Linked DNA regions of Gossypium hirsutum: region 1 is linked to region 2. A link is a contact called in public Hi-C data. All regions are on one chromosome and are shown on one strand. The core of a region is the stretch at or near the end of the contact, and the rest is flanking DNA. Distances in the headings are between cores, read along the strand shown. Region 1 holds the start of LOC107946934 (B2 protein). Region 2 holds the start of LOC107946879 (luminal-binding protein 5).

The links. Hi-C and Micro-C count contacts between places; a contact is called where the count stands out from the background.
Region 1: a Hi-C map of leaf shows a contact between it and region 2, with 3 times the contacts expected there. The contact joins the promoter of LOC107946934 here to the promoter of LOC107946879 in region 2. A contact is called at or near these places in 9 of 34 Hi-C or Micro-C datasets (callus, hypocotyl and leaf).

What each region holds. Positions count from the first base shown.
Region 1 is chrA08:79,697,839-79,703,350 of Gossypium_hirsutum_v2.1, forward strand. It overlaps LOC107946934 (B2 protein), which reads left to right and starts at 4,221. Exons shown (of 5, transcript XM_016881444.2): 1 at 4,221-5,105; 2 at 5,281-5,381; 3 at 5,468-5,512. The coding sequence starts at 4,502.
Region 2 is chrA08:79,414,673-79,419,921 of Gossypium_hirsutum_v2.1, forward strand. It overlaps LOC107946879 (luminal-binding protein 5), which reads right to left and starts at 2,359. Exons shown (of 8, transcript XM_041074483.1): 1 at 2,144-2,359; 2 at 1,286-1,553; 3 at 983-1,197; 4 at 646-888; 5 at 85-564. The coding sequence starts at 2,201.

The sequences.
Region 1 (5,512 bases), core at 2,971-5,470, 290 kb after region 2:
GGTTCGCAAATTCGTAACTTTCAAAATTGTTTCATGAAAAAAACTGAACTTTAGAAAAAAATGAGGAGAGTTTTTGGTTGGTGCAAGTGATGCGAATAGAGAAAGCCATACAACAATAATTTTAATAGCCTAATAACTTGAATGAAAATTTTTGAATAGTTAAATGACCATTTTGTAACTTTTTAAAGTTAAATGGACAAAATATAAATTTACTAACAGTTTAATAACATTGGTGTAATTTACCTTTTAACTATTTATCTAATTAGGTGTTAGTTTATTTTGGCATCCATCTTGTTCTAAACTTTTAGACCACGATACATACTCTTTAAGTGAGTTTAATTATTTAAGGTGAGAGCTAAGAGTAAAATAAGAAAGTTTCAAAAATATAAATGATTAATTAAAATATCACATAAATCACAATTTATTTTACTTTAAAATAAGTGTAAGAGTTTGATTTTCAATGGTGTGAGAAATGATGATTTTGGAATCCTATCTCCTTAAATTGACTTAATAAATATTAGTAATTAATATTTACGAGAATATTATAGAAATATATTAAACTTTGGTCTAGTGATTTTGCCAAATTGATAGTTAATTAAGGTATAAGAATTAAATTGTAAAAGTCTTATCACTTTAAAATTTTAAATTGCAAAGGATCAAAATGGTAATTAAGCTATTTTTTCATCAATTATTGGAGAATGATGTACGGTTCCACTAATTTTGGTTAATTATGATTAAGGATTAGTTAATTATAGTTTAATTAAATTAATTATCATTAATTAAGTTTAATTAAAGTATATAAGTTAAAATTAAAAGAAAAATAAAGCCTTTTTTCTCTCCATATTCTTTTTCATTTAAACTAAAAGGAAGAACAGGGTTTCAATGCTTCAAAACTTTCAGTCCTCAATTGTATAGATCGAGAATTGGACCAAATCAGAGATAATTAAGGAAAAGCAAAAATTGTCTATTAGTTCTTGAAGACTCATTTGTTTGTTTCTTTGTTAGATAAGTTCATATTTGTAACATCCGGATACCGTTATTAACCTAGGGTTTGAGGAAACTAAGACTAAATTAAAATGAATAGCGAATTGACAGGCTCTAATGGAAAATTTTGAAAGTTCTAGTGATTGACTGGTGATTAGTTGGATTTCAAAACCAGTTTAGTTAGTTTGGAACCAGTTGGTTCCATAGTGGGAGACAACATGATTAAGTATGGGCAGTTGGGTTGGCCGGTGAGGACTGTGCCTAATGAGTATATATAGGTGTGAGCAGAAACAAAATTTCTCAGTTCTGTTTACAAATCTTTCTCTGCTTCATAACATCATTTTCTTCAGTAATTCTGAAGAATAAGAGGATGCAACTTCTTTCTCTGTAAATAGATGACACCGGTAGGACTATTAACATAACTTTCAGATAGCTATTCTACCCAAAAATAGAGAGATTTTTATTCTTTAAAAATTAAATATATTTTTCAGAATAATGATTCTGTCAGTTTCTATTTGAGAAGAGAATTTTCGTTTTCACCCCTAAAAGAAAAGAAAACTATTTCTAGTTTCTGTGTTTGATTCGGTTTGATCAAGCCCACACTTGAAGCAATTCGTGGTACAAGAATAGCGGAGAAGATCGTTTGGTTGAAATTCGGGAACTACAAGGAGTCTATCCGAAAACACATGTATGATTTTGGTCTAAGGTTTATTGCTATAAATATCACAAACCGGGTTAATTTTCAAAATTTTTATTTTTCGCTATACAAGAAAATCGTTTTCAAATCGGATTTTCAATATTGAATTTCAAGACACGATGTGACAAGGAACCCTTGTCGTCACAACGAGGCAAGTCAGTATGTCATGTCGCAGCGAGGAACCCCCTCACATCGCGACATTGTTTTGAAATTTTGAAAATGTTACAAATTGGTCATTGTTCGATTCTGGGTTAATTCTAAAGCATATATAGGCTCGAATAAAACCCAAGAAAGGTCATATAATATGATTATGAGATAAAATGGTTATCTTCTATGATTTATGTTTTAATTTGAGTGTTAAATGCTTGTAATTATTTCGATAACTGTCATAACATCTTATATCTCGAATCCGGCGGTTGAGTCAGGCGAGGAGTGTTATAGGTCTTTGTGTCTATCATAAGGTTATTATTACAAAATCATTTTCCCCCTTCTTTTTAACCTAACTCACAAGAAAATTGATACTTTTCATATGGAAATTGGTCTCATTAAACTGATTTTGCCTAACAAATTCAAAATATGTTTATCTTAGTCAATACGAAGACAGTTGGGCAAAAAAAAAAAAGTTCAGTACGTCCATTGATACAAGATTAAGTACATTGCTTGTGACATTTTAAACTTTTTTCTTATATAAACTTGCATCTTTATTTACTTGTAACTTAAAATATACATTCTTTTTAAATGATAACTAATATTATTATGATGATTTTTTATATAATTTTAAAATAAATAATTAAAAACTATGCATCCAACAAACGAACATGTGTTTAATAAGCTTAATATACGAGTTTTTTTTATTTATTTATCATTTCACCTATATTCATTATTAAATAATTTAAAAAAAATATTTTTTATAGGAAATTATTTTTCCTAGATATATATATAGAGAGAGTTAATTGCACTAAACATCTCTAAACTATGACCCTCACTCTAAATTGGTCTCTAAACTTTAAAACGTTCTAATTATATCTTTAAACTATCGATGTTATACCAATTAGGTCTTTATTATTGAGATTGTTAATTTAACCATCAAATAAAGTAAAACTGAAAGAAAGAAAGTGGACGATAGTTTTTGTAAAAGTTTTGAAAACTTCAAAATAAGATATTTATAACATCAATTTTTACAATATTCATTTTTCTTTAATTTTTTTAATTTAGATTATGTTGTATAAGATTTGACATCTTTTTTAATGGTTAAATTAACGATTTTAATAATAGAATAACCTTATTGATAACATTGATAGTTAGAAGATGGAATTAAAATGTTTTAAAATTTGAGAACCAATTTAAAATAAAGATCATAATTTGAAGGTGTTTAAGACAATTAACTCATATACATTAATTAATTATGAGGTGTGATATGATGATTGTTCATCTCATCCATGGTTTAATCTCCTCTTTTAAAAATATAACATATTTTATGAACAATCTTTTTTTTTTAAAAAGCACTCACGAAAAGATTACTACCGGCTAAGGCTGTGTTTAGTAATGTTTTTTAGAAGCACTTTTAAAGTAAAAGAAATGCTAAATAAGCAACTTTTGAAAGAAATTTTTAGTTTTTCAAAAGCACTTTTCCCTTAATGGAGAAGTTAAAATATTTAGCTTTTCTCCCCTAAAAATATTTTTGAAGCTTAATTACGTTTTCACCCTCCAACACATGATATTTTCTTTCTCTGATTAATTGTTTAAAAAATATTTAAAATTTATTTTCATATATTAAACTATTAAATAAATTATAATAAATTATTTTCTATATTCTTATTAAATTTTTATAATATTAATTAATTTGAACATTATTTAAATATTTATTAATTACTTTATAATACCATATTTAAAATAAATATTTTATTTTTTAAAAACATTTTTTGACAAAAATATTAAATACTTAAATTTTAAATTAAACTTTTTAAAAATATTTATCAATAACATTTTTACAAAACAGTACTAAACTACACAGCTGCAAATTCAGAAAGTGCAAAGTTTCCATCTCCGTTTTATCTCATAAATCAAACACGTGTGAGTTCCCCTCTTTAAGGAGAAAAAAAAAAAGAAGAAAAGAACTTCACGAACCAAACAGTACTATAAGTGAAGCATCTGTCTGTCACACAAACTCGCCTTTTTTAAGGCTTAACACCTAAGTAAAGACAAATCTCACATCTGAATGTGAACTCAATATTAATTATTAAAATGAAAAAGGGCAGCATCTAGAAGGGCCTTCCCCCTCTGCCACGCCAAACCGCGTTTTCTGCCCTCATCACTCTCGTATTAGAAGCCAACATCATTTTCATCTTACTTTTTTAAAAACCAAATGAGAATTATTATTTTAAGATAATTTAGTGGTTATAATTTGGAAATTAAATCTAATCAAAATCGAGGATTTTAGAGGAAAAAGTTTGGTATTTGAGATAAATTTAAGATTTTTTTTTATTTTTTTTAGTTCTGGTAATATATATTTTCACTTTCCACAATGACACGCAATCTTTATTCTACCTGCCTAGTGTTAAGAGTCTCCCAAATTCACTCACTTTCTACGAAATTACCCATTTCTCCCTTATTTAACACTCACCTCTTTACCAAATCTTTTCTCTCTTTATTATACTTCTCTTTTTCTTTTGCTTTCTCTTGCTCTGCTTTTGCATCTTTCTTGTTTTGATCATCTCATACCATAACTTGCATATTTTTACTGCTCAGGGAGTCAAATTAAGTCATCTTTCATACCCAGATCTCTATTTTTAAGGTTTTGGAAGGGAATTGGAGTTGGCTATGGAGAACAACCAGCAATCATTTTGGCATTTCAGTGATCAACTTAGGATCCAAAATTCCAATTTGGCTAATCTTTCGCTCAACGATTCCATATGGAGCAACAGTTATGTCTCTAAAAGGCCTGATGAAAGGAGGAATTTTGATATCAGAGTCGGTGGTGAAGTTAATTCTGTTAACAACTTGAAGCCCAAAGTCTCTGATTTCAATTCTTTCAACAATGATGGATGGAAAATTGGAGCCACCACCAACAACATAGGGTTCGGCCCCATCGCTCCGAAGAATACCGGAATCAACGGAGGATTCAACAAAGGGGTTTATTCGAAGCCGGCGAATAACAATAATTTCAATGTTAATTTGAAGGGGAATAAGAATAGAGGAGAGGATGATCATGGTAGCAAAAGCGGGAAGAAGAATAGTAACAAGAAGAAGAACAATAACAGCGACAATAACAACAACGAAACTAAAGATGGGGGGAGTGCTGCTGACAAGAGGTTCAAGACACTGCCACCGTCCGAGGCTTTGTCTAGGAACGAAACTGTTGGAGGCTACATCTTTGTTTGCAACAACGATACCATGCAAGAGAATCTCAAGAGACAGCTCTTTGGTATGTATACAAGTCTGGGTTTAATTTCCTTTTTCATTTCTGAGGCCGATGTTAGATTTGGTACTTGCACTAGAAAGGGAAAGTAAATCAATTAGATTAATGAAACAAAGAATTAGGTTATTTGATGTGATATTCAGTTCATGCTCCTAAATGGTTGGTCTGCATAAATTTGTAGGTTTGCCTCCACGTTACCGAGATTCAGTCCGGGCCATAACTCCGGGTCTGCCTCTTTTCCTCTACAATTACTCCACCCACCAGCTCCATGGAATATTTGAGGTTAGTATCTCGTTTTTTTTTTTCTCGTAATTTTCTGACATTTGAGTGTACAAGGGTCTTAAATGCTTTAATGATTTTGTAATTAGGCTGCAAGCTTTGGAGGAACAAACATCGATCCAACAGCTTGGGAG
Region 2 (5,249 bases), core at 1,109-3,608:
TAAAAACATTATACACAAATATCAGCCATAGTTTATTCCATTATAACACTTTCATGAGCTATAAGCACGGGAGATGAAATGTACCTTTGGTTTCATCACCACCCTCTCCACTCAAGATTCCTCCTTGCACTGCAGCACCATAAGCAACTGCTTCATCTGGGTTAACACCCTTATTGGGCTCCTTTCCGTCAAAGTAGTCCTTAAGGAGTTGTTGAACCTTTGGAATTCTAGTGCTTCCACCGACAAGAACAATCTCATCAATTTGGCGTTTCTCCAAACCAGCATCTTCCATTGCCTTCTTCACAGGTCCCATTGTCTTTCGGAACAGGTCATTGTTCAACTCCTCAAAACGGGCCCTGGTCAGTGGCTCAGAGAAATCAACACCTTCAAAAAGTGATTCAATCTCCACACGGACCTGGTGCTGGCTGCTAAGAGCTCTTTTGGCACGCTCAGCTTCCCTCCTAAGCTTCCCAAGTGCCCTGTTGTCCTTGCTGATATCCTTTCCATGCTTTTTCTTGATCAGTTTAATAAAGTACTCCATAACCCTCTGATCAAAATCCTCACCTGCAAGAAAAGTGACCGTAAACAAAGATCCAGTGTTGAAAAAATTTTATAATCCTATAAGAAAACAATAAAGATGCTTACCTCCCAAATGAGTGTCTCCATTTGTGGAAAGAACCTCAAATACACCATTATCAATAGTCAAGACACTGACATCAAATGTCCCACCACCAAGGTCAAAAACAAGAATGTTTTTCTCTCCACCCTTTTTGTCCAAACCATAGGCAATGGCAGCTGCAGTTGGTTCATTGATAATTCTTGCCACGTTAAGCCCAGCAATAACGCCAGCATCCTTGGTGGCCTGCCTCTGGGCATCATTGAAGTAAGCTGCAAATAAAACAGAGATAATATGAGCATAATCAAGGATCCAACAAACTTAACCATTTTGAGCTGAGAACATTGTTTCTTATGGTGCACTCACCAGGAACAGTGACCACTGCATCCTTAATTTTCTTCCCAAGGAAAGCTTCGGCTGTGTCCTTCATCTTACCCAGAATCATAGCACTAATCTCTTCAGGACTGAAAACCTTGGTCTCTCCATCCTTAATCTTTACTTGAATATAAGGTTTTCCATCCTTGTTGACAATCTTGTAGGGAACAAGTTTCATGTCCCTCTGGACCTCCTTATCTTGAAACCTGCAAAGAACAAAGCCCCCGCAGTAAGCATTATTTCCCAACCAACCCCTACAATGTAAAACAAGAAACATGGCAGAATGAGATTTACTTTCTTCCAATAAGTCTTTTGACATCAAAGATGGTCCTCTCTGCGTTAACAGCTGCCTGATTCTTAGCAGCTTCACCTATCAGCCTCTCACTGTCTGTGAAACCCACCCATGATGGTGTGATACGGTTTCCTTGGTCATTGGCTATAATTTCCACGTGACCATTCTTGTATACACCAACACAAGAATACGTTGTGCCAAGATCAATTCCAATTACGGTCCCCAATTTCGCGGCTTCCTCCTTTGCAATCGAGAGTGCAAAAAGACATCCTGTTTGAAAAGTTAACACGATGCTAACCATTATACAGTCCTTTTTCAATATCACTCTATGGTCATTTTTAAACTCAATCATTATGTTAGCCAAAGTTATTTAAAGTCACTATCCATTGAATTAGACATCAAATATCAAATTTGGTAAAGCGGCCACGTGGAAAGATCAAGATAGAACAGAATCCTAACCAAGTTCTAGAATATTTACGCTCATAACATTGCAACTTCCATCTTAGAAATGCTTCACCACAAATGGAAAATTAAAATAAAATACGTGAAAACACATGATTTTGTTCGAATCAAACTAATTTCCGAGACATTAATTTCATAATCCAGAAATTTCTAGTTCTGAAATCAATGGAGCAAAAACAAATGATATGAGATCGCCGAAACTCTCATTTGATGATGTAATGCATTACAAGAATCCGTAGAACCTAAATCAGATCTAAGCATGCACCGATTTGGGAGGAAAAACATCATCAAACAAAACTAGATCTAACACGTTTCGTCTCAAACAGTTAAAGAATCAGAGAACACGGAATCACATGAAACAAGCGGAATTAACAAATGAGGAACAGCACGATACTCACCGGACAAGACTATCGCTAGAACCACCAAAGAGCCGCGCGCTCTGAATGAGCCAGCCATCACTCCACCTCAACACTTATCTGTGGAGAAGCCTCTTTGAGTTTTTTTTTTTTTTTCCCTCTGAAAGTGGAATGGTTGTAGTGTTTAAAATGAAATGAGCATTTTTCGAAGAAAGAGTCGCGGGTCGAGCATTTTATATTTGTTGTGTCCCACGTTTGACGGAAGTTTCTCAGGTGAGTAACAGGAGAGAACATGTCATAGTGTTGACGTGGGCCAATCAAGTTTGAAGGAAGGGATGATTGAGCCAATGAAATTAGATATTGGGTTGGGAAGATCTTGGCCGTTTATTTCCCAAATGTCCTTGTGTCCGCTTCCTTCTCGCTTGCTTTCTTCGATTCAAGCTATTAATAAAATAGGATGACAATTGACCAGTATTCCGGTAATTGATTCAAAACGCGCCAACATTCTATCGTTTTGGGCTTTTCCAAATGCGAAGTAGAAACATTCATATTATATTTATTTATTAAAAATTTGTTGTAAATTTTATAACCAATCAAAAATATATTGTTTGAAAAAGTAAAAATACTATAAAATAATATGTATTTTATTTTTTATAATCTTCATAATTTTTTTATGATCAATTTGTATCGATTTTAAGTTGATTTAATTTTTAAAAATGAAAATAATATAATAATTGAAGGATATGAAGTTATTTAAAATTCCTTAAATTACTACTTTCTTTACTACAAAAATCAAAAGAATCATATCCTAAGCGATTGGTTTTTTTTATATAATTATTATCATAACAAGTATATAATATTTAAACATTATAACGTATAAAACTCTTTTTTTTTTTCATTTTTGCACTAAGCATCTAATGAGACCCATAAAAATATTAATACACTAAATGTTAATGTGCCATATTAATATGGCGCCACTTGCTAAATATTGAAGCCCACCACCTAAATTTGTTTCAGTTTTTTTTTTCTCTAAAACATTACTTTAACATATATATACATATATATATATATACACTAATTTTTTTATCCCGTTCAATGCACGAGTGAAACTTTTATGTATCTGTTTCAAAAAAAAAAAAGAAACTTTTATGTATCAATTTTAACATTTTATATTTAATTTTTAATGATTGTTGCGAACAAAAAAGGTGCATGTTTATTTTAAAAATGATTATAAATAAAGTTTAATACTTATTATAATTCATGTAATGAGTCAAGTTAGAAATTTTTTTAGGGTGCGAAATTAAATTATAATTTTTGTAATAATAAAAATATAATTTTATCATTTTATCATTCTATATCTTTATAATTATTAAAGGATTAAATTAAAATTTTATCATTTTTAGGGGATAAATTGTAATTTTCCCTTTACTATTTTAAAATTTTCAAAGGGCATAAATGAAAAATTTTCTATTTTGGGGGGGTGCCAGGGGCCCTTGCCAGCCCTTGGTTTTGCCCCTAGAATGAGCTAAAATGGAATTATTTGTCCCTTATATATAGGGGTGAGTGTTCGATCGAATTGAATGAAAAAATTTCGAGTTAATCGAGTTAACGAATCATATTTTGTCATCCTAATTCGATTTGAAATTTTATCGAATCGAGTCTAGTGAGATGGAATTCGAATAGAATCGAATATATTTTTTCAAGTTAAATTAAAAAAATATTTTAGGTCTTTGTAATCACTATACTCACCGTAATCAAATTTGTTATTAACTTTTATCTCTTTATAATTTATTTATTAATCTTTTATATACGAGTTAACTTCTTTACTTGCTTAGTTGCTTCAATTATCTTCTGATCCTTGTCATTATGTATTTTGAAACTAAAAAATTTATATATTAAATGTGAAAAATGAGATTTTTTAATAAAAATTATCTTAAAGATAAAATGTGAAATTGATACAACATAAAATTTTAACACGAATATTTTATGGCATCATCAATAATTCAATTTTAGTAAAAATTTATAAAGATTCAATATTATAAAACAATTCAATAATACAAATAGTACAAAATGTGAAATTTTATATTAATAATATAAAATAATAAATATAAATAAAATTATTATTTAGGTTTAGGAATTTTTTTTGGATGATTTTAATTTTTTTTATTTGGGGTTAAGGGTGAGAAGTAAAAATTTAAGGTAAAAATAAAAATTTTGAAAGTTGAGCAATAAATGGGAGGAGTAAAATTTCGGGAGGGAAATATTCAAAAAAAAAAAAGAGAGGGGGGAAATGGGTTTGGGGTAGAAATGGGGTGGGATGGGAGAGGAGCAAAAGTTATAGGGGAAAAGTGAGACGGAGTAAAAGTTTTGAGAGGAAAGTGAAGAAGTTTAGGAGTTTGGGGTAATTGTGTAAATTATTATAGTTTAATATTCAATTTATTTGAATTATTCAAGTTTTTCGAATTTAAAAACCAAACTCGATTCAAACTCGAAATTCAAAAAAAAATTCGAGTTGACTCGAATAACTCGATTATTTCGAATATTGAATTCGTTTAACTCGAAATTCAATTTTTTTTCTATTTTTTTGAGTCAAATCGAGTTTTGCTCATCCCTATTTATATGAACAAATTAAGCTTGATAAAAGTTGAGGGTTAAGAAGACAAATTTTACACTAAATTGGAAAAAAAATAAAACTAATTAGAGTTAAATTATAAGATTGTAAAAAATTGAAGGACTAAGTATGAAAATATCCCAAAAATATAAAAAAAATCAATTTAATGTTAAACTTAAAACAAATAAGAGTTAAATTAAAACTATTTTAGAACTTAATCTTAGCATAAAATACTGTGGTACCATCCTTTGTATTATATGGAAGATGGTCAAATGCAAAATATGATTAATGAATGCATTTTAGGTGGAATTTAAAAAAAGAAAATTGTAAGAAGAGAGATAAAATGTGATGCATTAATGTTGTAAGAGTAATTAGATTAGAGAGATAAAGAAGAGAGATGAAATAGATTATGTACAATTAATATTTTTACAGTATCTTTTATACGTTTTTAAGTTTTTAAAATTTAAAGAATTTTAATTCAACCCACTGGGGATTATTGCATTAGTTTGGATTATAATTATATATTAATTCCAATTA